Linked DNA regions of Gossypium arboreum: region 1 is linked to region 2. A link is a contact called in public Hi-C data. All regions are on one chromosome and are shown on one strand. The core of a region is the stretch at or near the end of the contact, and the rest is flanking DNA. Distances in the headings are between cores, read along the strand shown.

Region 1 (3,704 bases), core at 728-3,227, 38 kb after region 2:
TTTAATTATAAACTGAATTATAGTGATACCACTGAGTATATGCATACTCAACAGACGGTTGTTTCCGTCTTGCAGTTGTAGAAGTCAAATCTTGAACCAAAGATCCAAAGCCGGACCGACTTGACAAACTTTTGGTGATGTATATTTTCTTTTGGTAATGTGGCATGTACATAGGATGTGTATAAAGTTTATTATGTTTTGAATATAAATGGTTTAAAATATTGGTATTACAAGTCTAAGAATTATAATGAAAAAGTTTATCCATTTTAATTTAATTAGTACAATGATAAATTTAAATTGATATTATATTGATTAAATTGATTAGAGGTATTTAGAATAGAAAATGAATGTGTGAAATAATTTGGTTGAATTGGTTATGCTTGAAATGAATATGGTTTTAATTGCAGGGGGATTTATGTAAAGATCGTGAAAAAGTCATTGAAATTTATTAAAAAAAAAATTGGAGTACTTAAAAGAGTCCCGTTTTACTTAAATGTATGTTTTAGACTTGAGAGTTCAATATAGGGATTTAGTAATTAAATTATGCTATGAATGTTATTTTATTTGTGAATTATTCATAAGTTGTCTGATACGTCCGGTAATGCCTCGTAACTCTGTTCCGACAACGGTTCGGGGTTACGGGGTGTTACATTTATCATACAACACTAAATTGTTACATGGTTTGAGGACACGAGTGTGTGACCTTGCACCACATGGCCTCATGCTATCACACGGCCGTGTGACCCCTATTTTACATTTTTCCATATTTGTCTTAAATGTTTCAAATTAGTCCTTGCTTAAATTCAAATTGTTTTAGGACTTTCGTAAGCTCAATTTAAACTTGATTATGTATGAATATCATGTTTATGATTACATGTTTAATGAATAATTTTTATTTAAAGAAAATTTGAATTGTGATGGCTTGTTTCTATTTTGTTTTGAATGGTGGCATTTCATAAACCTAATCTGATAACGGAGACGGGTAAGAGGTGTTATAGCACCCCAAATATCGACATTGAATACAAAACAATATATATATATATATATATATATATATATATCAGCAATCCAATTGCCATGTTAGTCACGGATTAAACCACCAGTTGAAGCATTCCTAAGCACATTACTAATAGTACCATCAATGTTCACCTTATGCCACCCATCCTTTGGTAGAATCTACCTAACTAATCTGCAAACTTTAGTTTATCTATGCCTCAAAGAACTCGCCATTCCATGATTAAAATGAAGATAACCATATCTCATTTTGTAGCTATTCTCCAATACACTATCACATTCATACTGATATAATTTTGACATCTAAGTTTGTTACGTGTTAATATGAAAAAGTATGTCCAAAAATCCTAAAAGAAAATGTACCAAACTGGAAGAGCTTTTAATGGAGTGGATATCAGTCTTTATCACGAGAGAAAAATAGTTTTAAAAGTAGTATTGAAAAAAAAAAAAAAGTCTAATGTCTTAGCAAATTCAAACTTTGGCCAAAAGTTTCCAATAAAATTACATACCATTCGTTCAGAAGAAAAAGGGTCTCAGAATTAGGTTGGATATAACTTTGACCATCTCATACGGCTTCTCAGCAAAACAGTGTTTTCCCTTTTCACACAACATTTTATTATTTAATGAGTTTGAAAATATAATAATAATATGACATGTTTAAAACAATTAACATAACATATTTGTAATGTTTATATGTTACAGCTATTTTTATGGATCTCAAAGATGTTGGCATCATTATGTAAAATCTAAGCTTTTTCAGATCTTTATTTGTCCAATATATATGAATATAAAAAGAAAAACAAATCTTTGATAACCCAAAAAAATTGGCTTTACAGGACACTGCAATCTGCAACCTCACCCACTTTTTATAACAGTTTAACAACTCCCCTATATCCAAGTGAACTGTGAACACACTCAGCCTGCATTGTTAAGGGTCCCATTTTTCTGACTTTGCCGCGTGAAACTATTAAACAAACAAAAAAACCCATTATTATAATGCGAAAAAGTTGACAAACAAAGCCCCTAATTGTAGATTTCTCGGTCTTATTATTATTATTTTTAAGCTATACTCTCCTTCTATTTATTGATTTATTTAGCTGTTTTTATGATATAAATGTGTTTCAAAGGCTCAGAAACTCTTATCTTTTATCTGCAGATTCTCTTCTTCTAAGTAAGTAATTCTGAAGCAGAATTTATATCTGCTGTAGCTTTCTTCAGAATCCCTATATCTTTTATTTACCTTTTTGCACTCTTCATTCTCTTTTAAACAACACAACCCTTTCAAGCTTCACTCTTCGTCATTAGTCAACTGTCACTCATAACCTCCAACAATGGATGTAAGTTGTTCTTTTCTTTTTCTTAAACAAGTCTTTGAATCTTGAATGGATCTATTGTTTAACTAATTCTCTTATTGGGTTTGTTTTTAGGAATATTGCAAGAGAAGCGGGCAGATACCAGCATTTGGAGACTGGGACAATGCAAATGAGCTGCCTATAACTCAGTACTTCGAATGCGCTAGACAAGCGGGTTTGATTCGTTTCAGCTCTTCATCTGGAGAATCTAACCCTTATGTTGCTGCTCATGACTTGTATGAAACAGCTAATTCAAGGAAACATTCTCGTAATCTTGCTCCTCCTAGAAAGGTCAGTTAATTAAATTTTAATAAAGTTGTAGAATTTGTCATGTTTGTTGATGTAGAAAACCCCAAGTTTGAACAAAAGAAAAAAAAAAGAATCATTTCTGAAATTTCCACCGAAACTTTGTACAGTGGGGACTTGGAGAAGTAATAAAGCACTAATCTGTCTTCAAGCCTTTTTCTGGGAACTTTTCTTATCTAGGCAACAGTGTTAGTACACAACACTGCAACCTTTTCCCGAAATCTACCTTGCATCTTGCAGAATTTATTATTATTATTTAATATGAAAATATGATTTAGTGGCACTGATAATAATGGAGATGGGCGGTGGTATGCAGCAGGCGAGTAGGGTAAGGGAAAAGGGAGGAGCGCATGTTAAGGAGCAAAAGAAGGCGGGGAGAGTATGTGACGTGACTGAACCGCCAAGGAAATACTACCAAAATCCCCACCACCATCTGTCTTTGTCAATTAATAATGACAACACTACAAGCAGCAATAGTAAGCACCTCAAATACGATGCCTTTCCACCTCCTATTCCCAAGAGATTACCTGTTCGACCTCCTAAACCTGTTGATGAAGATCTCTACAAAATCCCCCCTGAGCTCCTTCACTCTTCCAAGCGAGTATGTCCTCTTCCCGATCTCTTCTTTTATCTTTATTTTTTTAATGTGAGTATAAGTAGGTAATAAATTAAATGTATCACTTTGAATCCAACATTTAATCTATTGGTCAAGAACGTTTACTATATCTCTGAAGTCATGGGATGGATTTACAGGCATACTATGCCTGTGTGATAGTTTAAATAAATTTAAGATTCCATTGTATAAAAAAAAAATCACATGATAGTCCAATTCCTTCAAAGGGCACCGGCTTGAATCTGTTCACATGGACATATAATGAGGGAAACATTGATTTCTTGTCAACACACAAGTCCTTTGTCATCCCATTCCAAGTTTGAAAACCCCCCTCAAATTCCGCTATAAATTAATTAATCATAAAGAAATATTTGTGGGGGTTGTTTTTTCCTTAAAAACTTAGGCCAAGGTTTAGTAGC
Region 2 (3,653 bases), core at 724-3,223:
GTGTCTAGACCGTGTGTGACACAAGGTCTGCCCCATGGGCGTGTGGTCTGGCTGTGTGTCCCCTGCACGTAAAAATTTCAAGTTGGTATGCATGATAGTAAACACACAGGTAGAGACACAGTTGTGTGTCTCAGCCATGTGATGGACACGCCCAGCACACGGGTGTGTGCATTGGCCGTGTGATATTTTGGGGATGCTGACGTCAAAAACAGAATGTCAATGTTTTTACACACGGGCTAAGAGACGGGCGTGTCATGGCTGTGTGAAGAACACGGACCAGGCACACAGGCGTGTGGCAGGCCGTGTGAAAACCCATGTAGGTGTGCATTTAAAATTATTTCCACACTAGTGGAGAACATGGGGGTGTCCCTATATTGCTTCGGTCGTGTGAGCCACACGGGCCATCACACGACCATGTCGAAATGGCCACACGGGCATGTTACCCTTCCACACAGGCGTGTGTCTTGTTTTCAAAGTCAAATTTTCTATAGATGGTTTAAGGACTCGGGCTATTCCCGAACAGCTTTTAATGGTCGATTTGGGGCTCGTAGGCTCATAACAAATAGTTTAGTAGAAATTGAAAAGGTTTTAAATTGGATCGAGTTTGGGTGACTTGCGAACGTTTGGGTGCTTATTCATTTAGTACTTTTAGGTTTATTTCTTCATATTATACTGTCGTTTGTTTACTCATTTAATAAAAAGTCGATACCTTCTTTGCCTGTTGTTTTTCCCCTTTGAGGATGTTCCACGTATAATATTTGTATTCATTCTTCACCACTTTTATTATATTATTGTTTATACAAGTCGATCCCCAACAGATTAACTCATTATTTTATTAAAATACAATGTAATTTTTATTTCATTTATATAATTTTACTATAATTTTTGAGATATTTATGTATTTTTATTTTTAGAGTTAAAATTAAATTGAAATAATTTGTAATGTTGAGAATTATTACTTTTAAAATGATGAATAAAGTTAAAATGTTAAATTTGTTATTATATTTTTGAAATATGATTTGTTATTAAATTTGTTATTATATTTTGAAATGTTAAATTTGTTATTAAATTTGTTAAATACACTTAACTGAAATGGATAAAGATAAAAAACAAAAACAAAAGAATTAGTTGAATGATCATCATCATAAAACTTTTAAAGATTGAGTAAAAAAGAAAAGAAGAAACATAAACTTGCCGTGTAATTTACTTCATTATTTTCCCAGATTTCGAAAGTTGAAAGTTATAATATTAGTGTCAAAAGAACAGCCGAAGAAACTACTTATCCATGCTTCAAAACTTGGGTCCAACTGCCGCTTTAAGTTTGGGCCTTCTATTTTGTTAACTCATTTAGATTCAAACCTATTTTTGTTTGAGACCAATATGAGGTTAATTGAGTTTCTTTTTTCAAATTGAGGATATAAGTAGCTTAGACAAAGATTATGGTTTTGAGATTTTTTAAGAACTTACATTTTGTTTCTGGAAGTGTAATTACCTAACATTTCTAGGTAAACAAAAAACTTAGAGATTGGTTGACAATATTGTTTAGATAATTAATATTTGAGATCCGCAGGTGCTTGACTTGGGTTTTTTTTTTTTATTAATAAAGTTAAAATCAATTTAGTAAAGAAAATTAATAAGAAAAAGAAAGAAATATAGACAAAAGGAAAAGCACGTCTTATTGTTGAAGTTTAAAAGCGATTTCAGTATAGAGGGTTTTTTATCTAATTGGGTTAAGAAAAATTTTAAAATATCAAAATAGGGTGTCAGATACATTATTTATGGAAATGGGTTGTTTTTTTGGGTCGAGCCTACCTGACAGGTGCGACTTATTTTTTTAATAATATAATTTTTTTAAAATATTATTATTTTATTATATTTTAATAATTTTTAAATTTTTAAATTTTTAAAATTCAGTCGGGTCAAAATCGGATCGAGCTAGACCCGGAGGCACGACCATTCGCGCCTGCTGTAGGGGCGCAACTTCCCTACAGCCCACCACGTGTCCCTATCCCCACCCCCCATCCCACCTGTAGAGACAGAGAGAAAAAATTTAAATTTTGTAATGGGGGACCATATAAGCATGGTCCCCAATTTTGTGAATGCAACAAAGAAAGAGAGAAAGAAGAAAAAAAAAAAAAAAGAAGAAGAAGAAGAAGAAGGAGGAAAAGAAGAAAAATATGTTAGTAATTTTTTATAATTATTTTAAGATTAAAATATTAGTAGTTTAGTGTTATGTGATAATTTTAGTGTTTGTAATTATTTTAAAATTAAAAGAAAAGTACATTTTAAAAAAAGTAATATATTAGTAATTTAAGAGTGTTATGTAATTATTGTACTTGAATATAGTTTATTAGTTGCTAATTTTTGTTTTTGTTTTTAATACTACTTGTCAAGTCTTGCTTTATTTATTTTTAATTTAAACTTTTTTGTTGAATTTTCAAGTTCATGATTTTTGTTTTACTTTTATCTAACATCCTATTTTGGTGTTTTAATTTTTTTAACCTAGTTGGGTAAAAACCCCATTATTTTGCCATTGATGCTCGATTTTGATAGCTTGATGGCAGCCTCCCTTTAAATAAATATATAAAAATCAATATTTTGTCGGTTATTGTCCAGTTCAGTTTACTTGGAATCAATATTTTTGTATTTTATTTAAAAAACTTTACTAGCATTCACTTCATTGTTAACAAAAAGTGAGAAATATAGTGACTAATACATTCTAAAAATAAAATAAAAATTTATACCTATGTAAAATGTATAAACTTGAGAATTAATCTTTTCAAATATTCTTAAATTATAATTTAATTTAATTTCAAACTTTTAAAATTAATTAAATTTACCTATGTAAAGTGTTAAAAATAATTCTTTTAAATTTTATAAAATTTAATCAAAACTTAAGGAAAAATAAAATATTTTTAAGAGTAAAATAGACTATTAATAAATTATGCTTATATTTTAACTTGTATAAAATACATAACAAGAGAAATAATATATATTAAAGAATTAAACACATTAATATAAATGATATGTTAAAATGCATTTGGCTTTATGATTGGAAGTAATGTAGTACTTTGCGGTTGAATAGATGCATAATTGACTAGTTGAAAGTGAGTATATGAGAAATAAGTTACTTTGAATATGGAAAGATGTTGAATAAAAGATCTAAAGAGAGTAAGAAATAAAATTAAATAATTACAAGAGAGTAAGAAATTTTAATGTAATTTTAATGTAATTTTGATATAATGTAAATTTATAATTTTATTTATTTGATAATTTTAATTGCGATTTGCAAGAAATGGGTTCGTTGATTGATAATGAAAATAAGGGTCACATATCGAGTAACATTAATGAGATGGTAATGAAAATTTTATTTGATAGTCACATTATTTGTTGAATGAAATTATATTGTATTAACCATTTCGTAAATATAATAATGTCAAGTCGAGTACCGCGTATTGAGGGGTCGTATTTATAATGTAGGGTTTCAGCCGGATGAACGCGTAATACCGTTCTTAGAGTTAGCGGGGTTCGGATCAGCAGCATTGATCCGGACTTTTGAGCTGCGATATGACTTAATTTCTGCTTTAGTCAAGCGATGGCGTCTGGAGACGCATACATTTCATTTGCCGTGCGGGGAGTGCACCATAACTTTG

Evidence for each region. Hi-C and Micro-C count contacts between places; a contact is called where the count stands out from the background.
Region 1: a contact with region 2 is called in a Hi-C map of leaf, with 2.1 times the contacts expected there. The contact joins the promoter of LOC108472544 here to the enhancer-like site in region 2. A contact is called at or near these places in 2 of 5 Hi-C or Micro-C datasets (both in leaf).

Annotation. Positions count from the first base shown.
Region 1 is chr11:109,849,243-109,852,946 of ASM2569848v2, forward strand. LOC108472544 reads left to right here and starts at 1,978. Exons shown (of 4, transcript XM_017774083.2): 1 at 1,978-2,351; 2 at 2,442-2,657; 3 at 2,989-3,273. The coding sequence starts at 2,346.
Region 2 is chr11:109,810,793-109,814,445 of ASM2569848v2, forward strand. No RefSeq gene overlaps it. Among protein-coding and RNA genes, the nearest start is that of LOC128284275, 11 kb to the left of the region's middle. Within about 2 kb of position 1,974, at least 1 of the 2 cell types and tissues checked has an H3K27ac peak or open chromatin away from gene starts, as enhancers often do. A contact at or near this core is called in leaf, where this site is marked.